2 separate regions of the Zea mays genome follow, and region 1 is linked to region 2. A link is a contact called in public HiChIP or PLAC-seq data. All regions are on one chromosome and are shown on one strand. Each heading gives the region's core, a stretch centred on a gene start, on an enhancer-like site or on the middle of the called end of the contact. The rest is flanking DNA. Distances are from core to core; before and after follow the strand shown.

Region 1 (5,012 bases), core at 1,333-3,832, 210 kb before region 2:
CCGCCGAAGAAGAGCATCGCGACGGAGAAAGACACGTTCTTGGCGGACACCTGCGCGGGGCCACCGAGACCACGGTCGACGAGGACGGCGACGGAGCAGGGCGCCTCGCGGAGCACGCGCTTGTTGACGGCGTGGTACGCCGAGCCGAGCGACTGGAAGGATCCGTCCTGCTGGAGCGCCTTGTGGTACGGCATGACGACGATGGCTGCCCGCTTGCCGGCGGCGCTGTCGATGACGTCCCGGTGGATGGTGTCCAGGTCCGAGATGGCCGTCATGGCGCGCACCCTCACGGAGCTCAGCTGCTGGAACGCCTCGAACGCCACCACCATCTGCCCCTCCCTGTCGGCGCTGTTGAAGAAGGGCAAGCCGTTGCGGCGGGCGCGCTGGACCATGGTGACCGCCGACGACCGCTCCGAGAGCTCCACCAGGTGCATGGCGTACATGACGAGGCGGCGGCGCCCCGTGCCGCGCGACGCCTCCACGAGGTTGAGCAGCGTCGGGATGCTGCGGCTGGTGTGGAAGCAGGCGAGCACGCGGAGCTCGCCGTCCGCCGCCGCGTCCCCGGGCGCGCAGTCCACGGTGCGGCGCTTGTACGGCACCGACGGGCGCGCGGGCTTGTAGACCGCCATGACGATGGGCGTGGTGATGAAGGTGGTGAAGAGCGCCATGAGCACCATGATGGCGAACGCCTCGTCGTTGAGGACCTTGCGGTCCCGGCCGATGTTGAGCACGACGAGCTCAACGAGCCCCTTGGTGTTCATCAGGAAGCCGAGGGTGACCGCCTCGCGGACGGGGATCTTGACGAGCAGGGCGGTGGCGACCGCGCCGCCGATCTTGCCAATGCACGCGTTGGCGATGACGAGCACGAGCAAGCCCCAGGACTTGGCGCCACTGATGGTGGCGACGTTGGTCTTGAGGCCGCTGGAGACGAAGTAGAGCGGGAGGAAGAGCCCCGAGACGAGGTCCTCCACCTTCTCGATGAGCATGCCGGCGAACGGCCCGTCCTTGGGGACGACCACGCCGACGACGAACCCGCCGAACAGCGCGTGGATGCCGATGACGTCGGTGACGAACCCGGCGGCGAGGACGATGGCGAGGGTCGCGCAGACGTGGAGCTCCTTGATGGGCTCGCCGTCGCGGCACCGGCGAGCCATCCACGCGAGCGCCGGTTTGAGGAGCAAGAAGGCGGCTGCGACAAAGGCGGCGGCGGTTAGCAGGACCCACAGCGAGACGATCGGCGAGCCGGAGCCCGAGAGCGCGATGGCCAGGGCGAGGAGGATCCACGCCATGACGTCGTCGACCGCGGCGGCGGACAGCGCCAGGCGGCCCAGGTCGGTGGTCAGCAGCTTGAGCTCGGTGAGGATGCGCGCGAGCACCGGGAACGCGGTGATGGAGAGCGCGACGCCCATGAACACGAGGAACGGCGCGTGGCGGGCGTCCTTGACGACGGTGGCGCGGAACGCGAAGGACGTGCCGACGCCGAGCGCGAACGGGAGGGCGATGCCCGAGAGGGAGATGGCCAGGGCCTTCCTCCCCGTGCGGCGGATGGCGGCGATGTCGAGCTCCAGCCCCACGAGGAAGAGGAAGAAGAGCAGGCCGAGGTTCGCCAGCGTGTCCAGCACCGTCATGCTCGCCGGCGGGAAGACGGTGTGCAGGAACTTGGTGCTCCGGCCCAGCGCCGACGGGCCCAGCAGGATGCCTCCCTGCATGCATGCACACGCCACGCGAGCAAGCCATCAGTGCCATGTCACTATGTCGTCAGTGGATCACCATGCATTTTTTTTGTTTGTTTGTTTGTGCCGTGCATGTGCATGCATTCAGATCTGCTGCAGGTCATTTCGTACGAAAGAGTAAAGACTACGCGTTGTGTACTCGTTCGAGTCAAAATAAAGTGACGCTATACTGCAGCAATATGACGTGTAGATCAAACTGAAACCCAAGAATCCAACTCGCCATGTATTATTTTGGGGGGAACTAAAACTGATTGTGAGGTTTTCTTTTGTAATTTTTGTTTGCACAAAATTTAATTTCTTGCATATGTATGCCGGCCAAGCCTATAAGAAGGTAGTGTGTGTGCGCGCGCTTGCTTGCTTCGACGGCATGCATGCCGATCTGCCACCAGCACGCACGGCCGTCCACAAGGAGTTGACGGCGGCAAGCTGGTGGCTGCGCATGCACGCACCGCTACAGATATAAAACCCATAGAATGAATTAGAAGCACGAGCAATCAAACTTCGGCAGCGGCGGCGGCGCTTACGATGATCTCGGCGATGACGCGGGGCTGGCGGAGCGGGCGGAGGAGGTAGGCGAGGCCGCGGGTGACGACGAGGACGAGGCAGATCTGCAGGATGATGAGCGGCAGCGCGAAGTCCAGCGGGTTGTCGCCCTGGAACGCCCCGTTCGACGCCACCTTCGCCATGCCGGCCGGCGGGCACACACACGCACGTACGCGCCTCGCCCCTGCTCGATCTCGGCCGTACGGAGACCGTACCACACGCGCTTGGAATGGACCACGCTGACTTTGTCCTCCTGGCTGCTAGCTAGATAGCTAGCTTCTCTTGCTGCTACTTGTTTTTGCTTTGTCCGACGTTGATGGCGATCGAGATCACGGGACCGTACAGGTGTTTATATAACGTACGCACCTAGCTGGCCGGGTGGGTGGTGTGGCCGATGATGGCGATCGACTAGGCACGCAAGACGCAAAGATAAACACGGTTCTCATCCGTACAATCACTAGTATAATATATGTAGTGTAGCGCAGTGTGTCTAAGTCGATCTAATTTCCGAAATCCGAACTAAACCATCCGAACAGTATTAACTTTCGTTTCGTTTAGTATAGTAAACCGCCGTGGGCCAAGCGCATACGATATAGAATAGGTGTTGAAGCATACAAAGATACAGAAAATGTTTTAGATCAGACGATCTTACTCTTCACTACCGGAATCGATCTCGCCTCGAAAACACTCGGCACAGGCTTTGCCGAGTGTCGCACTCGGAAAGAGGGCTTGATGAACAGTACATCGGTAAAGCCTTCTTTGCCGAGTACTTTTTTTCGGACACTCGACACAGACTTTGCCGAGTGCCAGACAGTACTCGGCAAAGAAAAGCCGCCGTCACGGCATTAGAGTGACGGAGACGACGTTTTTGCCGAGTGTATTAGGAGACACTCGACAAATATGTATCTTCTTTGCCGAGTGTCTGCCAACTAACACTCGGCAAAGGATCCGTCAGTGGATCCCTTTGTCAGCTTCTTTGCCAAGTGCTCTCTGTGGCACTCGGCAAAGCGTGTCTCTTTGCCGAGTGTCAGGTCCACGACACTCGGCAAAGAAGCTATACCGGTGCCCAGGTATTGGTACTTTGCCGAGTGTTATGACCCTGACACTCGGCAAAGCACCTCTTTGCCGAGTGTCACACCCGGCAAAGTGACCAGTACACATCTTTTTTATTTGTTTTTCCTATTCTATCCAAACAAACAAAAGATACATCACAGATATCATATATATACATCACAGATATCATCATAAACATAAATATCCAACACTAACATTAATATACAAGTTCTCAACACAAACAGTATCAACACAAGTTCAGAAGTATCAACACATAAGTCTCAAGCTCTGACATAAGTATTCAACATAAGTTTTGTAGTCTAAACACTAAAAACATAACTCTCATTAAGGTGGGCGGTTGGACTGGTGCTGCGTTGGGCTGGGCGAACTATGAGGGTTGTTGGATGCCGCCCCAGATTGGCCCTGCACAGAGAAGAGATTGCATGTGTTATACCAGATGCATTACCAACATCTAACTACAATTTTGATACTCACAGGAGTATGGAACAGAGCAGGGTCAACTGCAGGGAACAATGGAGGTGGCGGAGCGAAACCCTGTGCGGCGCCAAGGCTCTGCATATACTGGAACATCTCCGCCATCCTCTGATGATCTGTCAGGCGAGCCTCTCGCTCCGCCATCATCCTCGCCTCCATCTCTTGACGTTCCCTCCTCTCTTCTTCTAGTTGGGTCTGTAATATTACAAGCCAACGTTATAGTAACTCAAAGAGAAGGTATATAACTGAAGAAAGGACGAGTTATAGAAGCACTAACCTCGAGTTGCTGTATGCGATGCTGTGAGCTGTCGTGCCAAGGTCGTATGGCTGGACTCAAGCCCGTGCTCCTTGCTCGCACCTGAGACAAAATGGGAGTGGAGGACGAGTCGATTGCCCCGTCGGCAATCCAGTACCGCCCATGTCTCTTGCCTCCTCCGACCCTCATGAGCACATCGGGGTCGACCTGCTCGGTGCTCGGATCATATTCTGGGCCATGGACCTCCTGCGCCATGGCGGTGTGAGAGCACCTAGAGGGGGGGGGGTGAATAGGTGATCCTGTGAAACTTCAAAACTTAAGCCACAAAAACTTGTTAAGTGTTAGCACAATTATGGCCAAGTGGCTAGAGAGGAGTCAAAACACAATAACCACAAGAAATCAATCACAGAGATGACACGGTGGTTATCCCGTGGTTCGGCCAAGTACAAAACTTGCCTACTCCACGTTGTGGCGTCCCAACGGACGAGAGTTGCACTCAACTCCTCTCAAGTGATCCAATGATCAACTTGAATACCACGGTGTTTTTGCTTTTCTTTTCTCAATCCCGTTTGCGAGGAATCTCCACAACTTGGAGCCTCTCGCCCTTACAAAAGATGTTCACAGAGAATCACGGAGCAAGGGAGGGATTAGCAACTCACACACGACACAAAGATCACAGCGAATACGCACACACAAGACCCAGACTTGAGCTCAAGAGACTAGCACACTAGAACGGAGCTCAAATCACTAGAATGTTGAACAAGTGCACAAGATTGATGTGTGAGTGATCAAGAGTGCTCAAGGAATGCTTGGTGTTTCTCCTCCATGCGCCTAGGGGTCCCTTTTATAGCCCCAAGGCAGCTAGGAGCCGTTGAGAACACATCTGGAAGGCTATCCTTGCCTTCTGTCGTCGGGCGCACCGGACAGTCCGG
Region 2 (5,768 bases), core at 2,813-5,312:
GCCAATTCTTGGATGTCACCTTGAAACTAGTATGGTTTGAGACTTGCTGTTCCTTGTCAGAGATAATATACTTGTTCACTTAAAGGTGTTTCCACATTAATACAACAACAACAACAAAGCCTTTTTATCCCAAGCACGTTGGGGTAGGCTAGAGATGAAACCCCGTATGAAAACCTCAGAGCTCAACCCCCAAAGAAAAAAAGGGAAACAAAGGCAAAGGAGAACCGAAAAACGACGAAACGGGGAAACACATAAAAGAGATAAAACCCACAAGAACCAGCAAGATCTAAATGGGCACAAGAAAAGGTCAAACGATTAAAGAGGAAAAGCGAAACTATAAATCAAGGTTCTGGCACGTGAATTGCACACTTCCACCCCTTCCTATCCACGGCGAGCTCTTTATCAATATTCCACTCCTTCAGGTCCCTCTTCACAGCCTCTGTCCACGTCAAGGTTGGTCGACCTCTACCTCTCTTCACATTCTCGGGACGCCTAATTATTCCGATATGCACTGGTGCCTCCTCAGATCTTCGTTGGATATGTCCAAACCATCTCAAACGATGTTGCATAAGCTTCTCCTCAATTGGCGCCACTCCTACCCTCTCTCGTATATCATCATTCCGGACTCGGTCTCTCCTTGTGTGGCCACATATCCAGCGCAACATACGCATCTCTGCCACGCATAGTTGTTGGACATGTCGTCTTTCAGTGGGCCAACATTCTGCTCCATACAACATAGCCGGCCGGATTGCTGTCCTGTAGAATTTGCCTTTTAGTTTGTGCGGCACCCGGGGGTCGCATAAGACACCCGCCGCTTGCCGCCACTTCAACCATCCAGCTTTAATTCTATGACTGACATCCTCATCGATGTCTCCATCCTTCTGAAGCATTGATCCTAAGTAACGAAAAGTGTCTTTTTTGGGTACCACTTGCCCATCAAATGTTATACTAAAGTAGGTAATCTAATACTTTGAAGACGCTTGTACATAAGGTCTGATTGTACATTAGTCATCGCCTACTTTGAATGGGTACACATGTACTTGATCTATCGGCTTGTTCGGCTGCTAGTTTCTACAGTGGCAGCTGCTGCAGCCGCCTGCTGCTTGCTGCTGTAGGAACAGTGTTTGTTTGCAGCTGCAGCTGGATGAAAATGGCAGCCGAACAAGCTCTATATGTTTTTTCCAATGTCACATGTCTGCGATTTCTAATGAATTATTGCTTAGTAGCTAATGTTAAGCATGGATACAACATCTCATGCAAAGCCTACACAATTTATGTTGCAATTTTTTCTTAGATGCAACTTAACAGAACTTATCATTTTCATATGTAACATAAATGTAAAATATGTGACAATGAATGATGATAGTTGGCACTAGTGCACCTTGCCGGCAAAATTGATTGAGTAGACCAACCAGCAATATAAAAAATAAATACAATTAACTTCCATGTTACAACCAATTAAATGCTAATTAAATTTCAATTAGACTGGTTAATCAAGAAAATGGATGATATGATTTTCTCTTCTTATATATCATGCTTTTAAGGCTTTGCTGCTGCTGCTGCTGTTGCATATATGATGCTTTTGCAAAATGTGATGTGGTAACTGATTTAGTGTGCATGGGAAAACTGGAATCGGAATAAAAAAGTTTACATGCTGATCGCTACTTCTAAACTCTCTGCAGATCAAAGAGCTGGAATCACAGCTCCTAGTTGAAAGAAAGATAGCACGGCAGCATGTCGACAACAAGATTGCCCAAGACCATCTGCAGAAGCAGCACGGCATGAAAGAAGAGAACTCGTACTCGAGAAGCCCGATGGCCGAGAGGAACCTCAACTCCACAGCAGAGAAAGCAGCAGCGCCTAAAGACTTGGGGGGCATCTCGAAGCAGATGTTCTCCGACAGCAACACTGACACTTACAGCTTCAAGCAGCTGATGTCACTAGGGGACGAGAAGGAGAACGACCCTGAAGCTGCTGTGCAGCTGCCGCCGACAACGAAGGCCAGGCGAGTGTCACTCTGCAACGGTGGAGCTCACCAGCGGCCGTTGAACCCAGCTTCACGCAGGACGTCCCTCATACCGCTGCCACGGCGCAACTCGCTGCTGCCAATGCCCGTAGCAAAGCCTGCAGCAGCAGCAGCAGCGGTGTTGCCGCTTGACAAGATCACTGAGAACCTGTCCTCGCCCCCGCTGTGCTCTCCTCCGGCTGTATCCAACGACAAGGGCAGCCGGAGTAGGAGGATCAACAGCATACTGCGGCGAAGCCTGCAGAAGAAGGTAGTCATCCGGCCGTCGCTGGCAGCGCAGGCAGGGAAGAAAGCCGCCGGTGCTGCTGCTGCCCGGGGTACTGACAGCGCACGCAGGGCGGCGCGGCGGGTGCCTGTGAGCGACGGCGCTGGCGGGCAAAGGTACAGCAGAACAGGGACAAGGAGCGGGGGTGGAGCAACTTCTGACCAGAACATCGCGGCACCTCTATTGTTAAAGAAGCCTGTGGAGATTTAGGTGTTTATTTTGTACAAAATTTAGGTGTTATTATTTGGTTGGGTTTGTGAGTTCTCGCGTATTGTGAGAGAACTCGACCGTTTGCTGCTGACCCCGATCAGGTCAGGTTTTTACAATGCTTCCAGGGACTTTGTGGGAGGCTGGGAGTGTTCATGTAACGATCTCTTATGCTGATTACTGACACAGTGGACAGTGCTTTCCCGATGCGAGAAGAAAATTTGCAGGGATTTTTTTTCGGGTAGTAGGTGTGCTTCGATGTGAACAATAGAAATGATCCTCTCTGCAAAAACTTGTAGCTCCGGTGACCCTTTTCACAGATTTGCAATGAAATTTAAGTTTTAAATGGGCATATCCTAAGAAAAAAAAGTAAGAGAACACGCATTCGCGTCGTTTTGACGGCAACGTTAGGTGTGTTATTGTCTCGAAGCCACCTGTTTTGAGTCATAAATAATTAATGAGTTTATATAATATTTGATGTATATGTTTCATATATGTGTCTAGATTTATCATAATCCATTTAAATATATATATATAATTTAAAAGCTAAAACAACTACTATTTTAAAATGAAGTGAGTAAAAAACCTTCTCGTCGGTTACCACGAATCGGATCCCGTCGTCCATGTCCTTGGTGTAGGCGATCGTAGACACGTGGTGTTCGAGACATCAGGTAAAGTTGTGTCGGACGCGACGCAAAAACAAGGTTGAGCATGGTCAAGGTTTTGAAGAAGTCTCACAAGAAGCGCTGGTAGGAACCGTGACGGGAGCGATGGCAGCAAGTGATCCCTCGTAGACGATGCCGGTTCGTTTTGGAGGAATGTGTTTTGAGGTTAGAGCCTTTCCAAAAGAACACTACAAAAATCTTTCACAAAATCTTTTATTGGAGGCTGTTGAAAAAAATCCAAAAAACATGTATAAAAATTTCACTCGAATTTTTTTTAAAGGAATTCATTGGCCTAGGGGAGCTTTAATGAGCCACATCAACAACTTCTCCACCATATCCTGTCACGTAGGCTGCTGGATTGCGCGCACTCTATCCAAGAGAGTTTGACTCACGTATAGATGAGCGATCGATTGTCACCTTTGTGGGAAGCCGAAAAAATAAAGAAAAGATGGAGTTTCGACGCAAAAAATGCTCAAATTGGTATACAACATCTCTCGGAATTGCTCTTAGACTAAGGCCAACCGATCTGATCCAATCTGCTAATTTTTTTTTACTCGGCGGCCAGTGTAACGAATAGGTACAAACCATTTTTTGATCCACAATAATCCATAGCCTAGGCACAAACTATGCATGTAACCTAAAATCTGATCTAACCTAAAAAAATCGACCATAAACTAAAAAAACCTGATTCAATTCGAAAAAAACTGATTGACATATCCATGGGAGGCATGTCCCAACCCAATTCAATCCGATACTAAACACGGGTCGTGCAAAAAAAAAAACGTACAAACCGTTCTTGATACGATCCAAACCCTACTCAACCCGACGTCTAGAGCAAGGGAGTGGAGTGCTGGACGTCGCCAACGTGTGGGCCCACTTTTTCATTTTTGGCGTGGCACGAACCTTGACGCGCTCCCTCTCGTACTGGGAAGCGGTCCCTACCAACTGGCGGCGGCGGTTCATACCCTCGCGAAGACCACTAGGGCCGCCGCCGGCGAATCTCAAGTTCTCAACACCTGGCAGAAGCAAATCGGCGTGGCACTCGCCGGGCACCGCTCCCTTCTCCCTCCTCCCACTTCCCAGTTCTCGATCGTCTCAACTCTGCGGGCTGCGGTTCCGCCTCCGCCTCCTGACGACCTCGCCCACACGACCGCTGCCCGCTTCGCTCGTCGCCCACACCGCCGTTCTCTCCCCCGGGTGCCCATAAACCCCCTTCTCCGCGCCATCGTTGGCCCGGCGTAACCATCTCCGCTGCGGGGACGAGGAGGAGCAAGCAAACAGGAAGCAGCCGAGTATCTTGCCAGGTATTTTTTCTCTCTTAATTACCTAGAAATCCCTCAAGTCTTGCAACGTTACTTTTCAAGCATTCAACATCAGCTGGCACTTCGATTTAGGGAGCATGAACCATAATCCGAAATCAATTTCATTGCATCTTTAACCGGGTTGCAAACTGAAGAGAACCAATACTTTCAGATTACAAATGTATGCTCAGTAATTGTTTTAGTTGCGTGTCGCTTATTTCTATCTACATTTACAGTATATTATATGCGTTGAGGTGGCATTGCTGATGAAAGTGAAGACATGAGGCTTGAATGAACCCTAACTGCCCCCGCCAACCGCCGCCGCCGCAGCAGTCACCGACTCCTCCAGTCAAATCAGCCATGTCGCCGCCGCCCTGTGACGCCCTGCCCACCGCTGCCAACAACATCCAGCCATTTCTTGTCCTTCACAAGGCTGCTGCCTCCTCGGTGCCATCTTCCCGGTCTCAGCGCCAGATTCAGACCTCACAGCCATCCTCACCCAACCGCAAATCAGCAAACAGATGTCGTCAACCAGCGGGTGAGGAGTGTGAGGACGAAGGGGATTCGGAGCTATATGAGCAGCTGCGTGCTGAGGCCTTCCACCGAACTTGGTCCAAGATCCAGTCCACCATCGACGAGGTCCTCAGGGCCATCAACCTCAAGCTGTTCGACCAGGTGCTGCAGTGGGCGAAGGAGTCCTTCGCTTCGGCCCATGCCATCACGAAAAAGCACCACACTGAAGTCCAGCAGCCATACCCTCTCCTGACTGATGTGATCTGCAGAAGGATCCCGACGGTATTCGTCCTCACCAAGAATGCAGAGTTTGTTGATGATATCACAACGTTTCATGACCTTGCAGGGCATATGAAGTCCAATGGATGTCACATAGTCAAGCTGTCAGCGGCTGAGTTATCAGCAAAACATGGAGTTGGTGGTTGCTTCAGGAGCCTGTTGGGACAGCTATTATCCGATGTTCCAGATGTTGCTGATGTATCTGCGCTAGCATCATGGTATTGTGAAGCTGAGAACTTTGATCAGCCTATCATTGTCATAATTGATGATTTGGAGCAATGTTCTGGCGATGTGCTTGGAGAGTTTGTGATGATGCTGAGTGAGTGGGTGTTTAAAATTCCAGTCTTCTTTGTAATGGGGATAGCAACTACCCTTGATGCTCCAAAGAAGCTTCTCTCGTCAGAGGCTCTTCAACGATTAGAGCCCTGCAAACTTACCTTGGGGTCTCCCTCAGATAGATTGAATGCACTTGTTGAGGCTGTCCTTGTTAAACCATGCGCTGGATTTTGCAT

The links. HiChIP or PLAC-seq counts read pairs in DNA pulled down with a chosen protein or histone mark.
Region 1: an H3K4me3 HiChIP or PLAC-seq map of leaf shows a contact between it and region 2, with 3 times the contacts expected there. The contact joins the promoter of LOC100304392 here to the promoter of LOC542751 in region 2. A contact is called at or near these places in 2 of 25 Hi-C or Micro-C datasets (ear and tassel) and 1 of 3 datasets of contacts at active chromatin or transcription factors (leaf).

What each region holds. Positions count from the first base shown.
Region 1 is chr1:178,323,254-178,328,265 of Zm-B73-REFERENCE-NAM-5.0, reverse strand. LOC100304392 (Cation/H(+) antiporter 19) reads right to left here and starts at 2,582. Exons shown (of 2, transcript NM_001165828.1): 1 at 2,258-2,582; 2 at 1-1,703. The coding sequence starts at 2,419.
Region 2 is chr1:178,115,318-178,121,085 of Zm-B73-REFERENCE-NAM-5.0, reverse strand. It overlaps LOC542751 (origin recognition complex subunit 3), which reads left to right and starts at 4,062. Exons shown (of 3, transcript NM_001112260.2): 1 at 4,062-4,467; 2 at 4,701-5,768. The coding sequence starts at 4,756. It overlaps LOC100193929, which reads left to right. Exons shown (of 5, transcript NM_001329512.1): 5 at 1,683-2,615. The coding sequence ends at 2,501.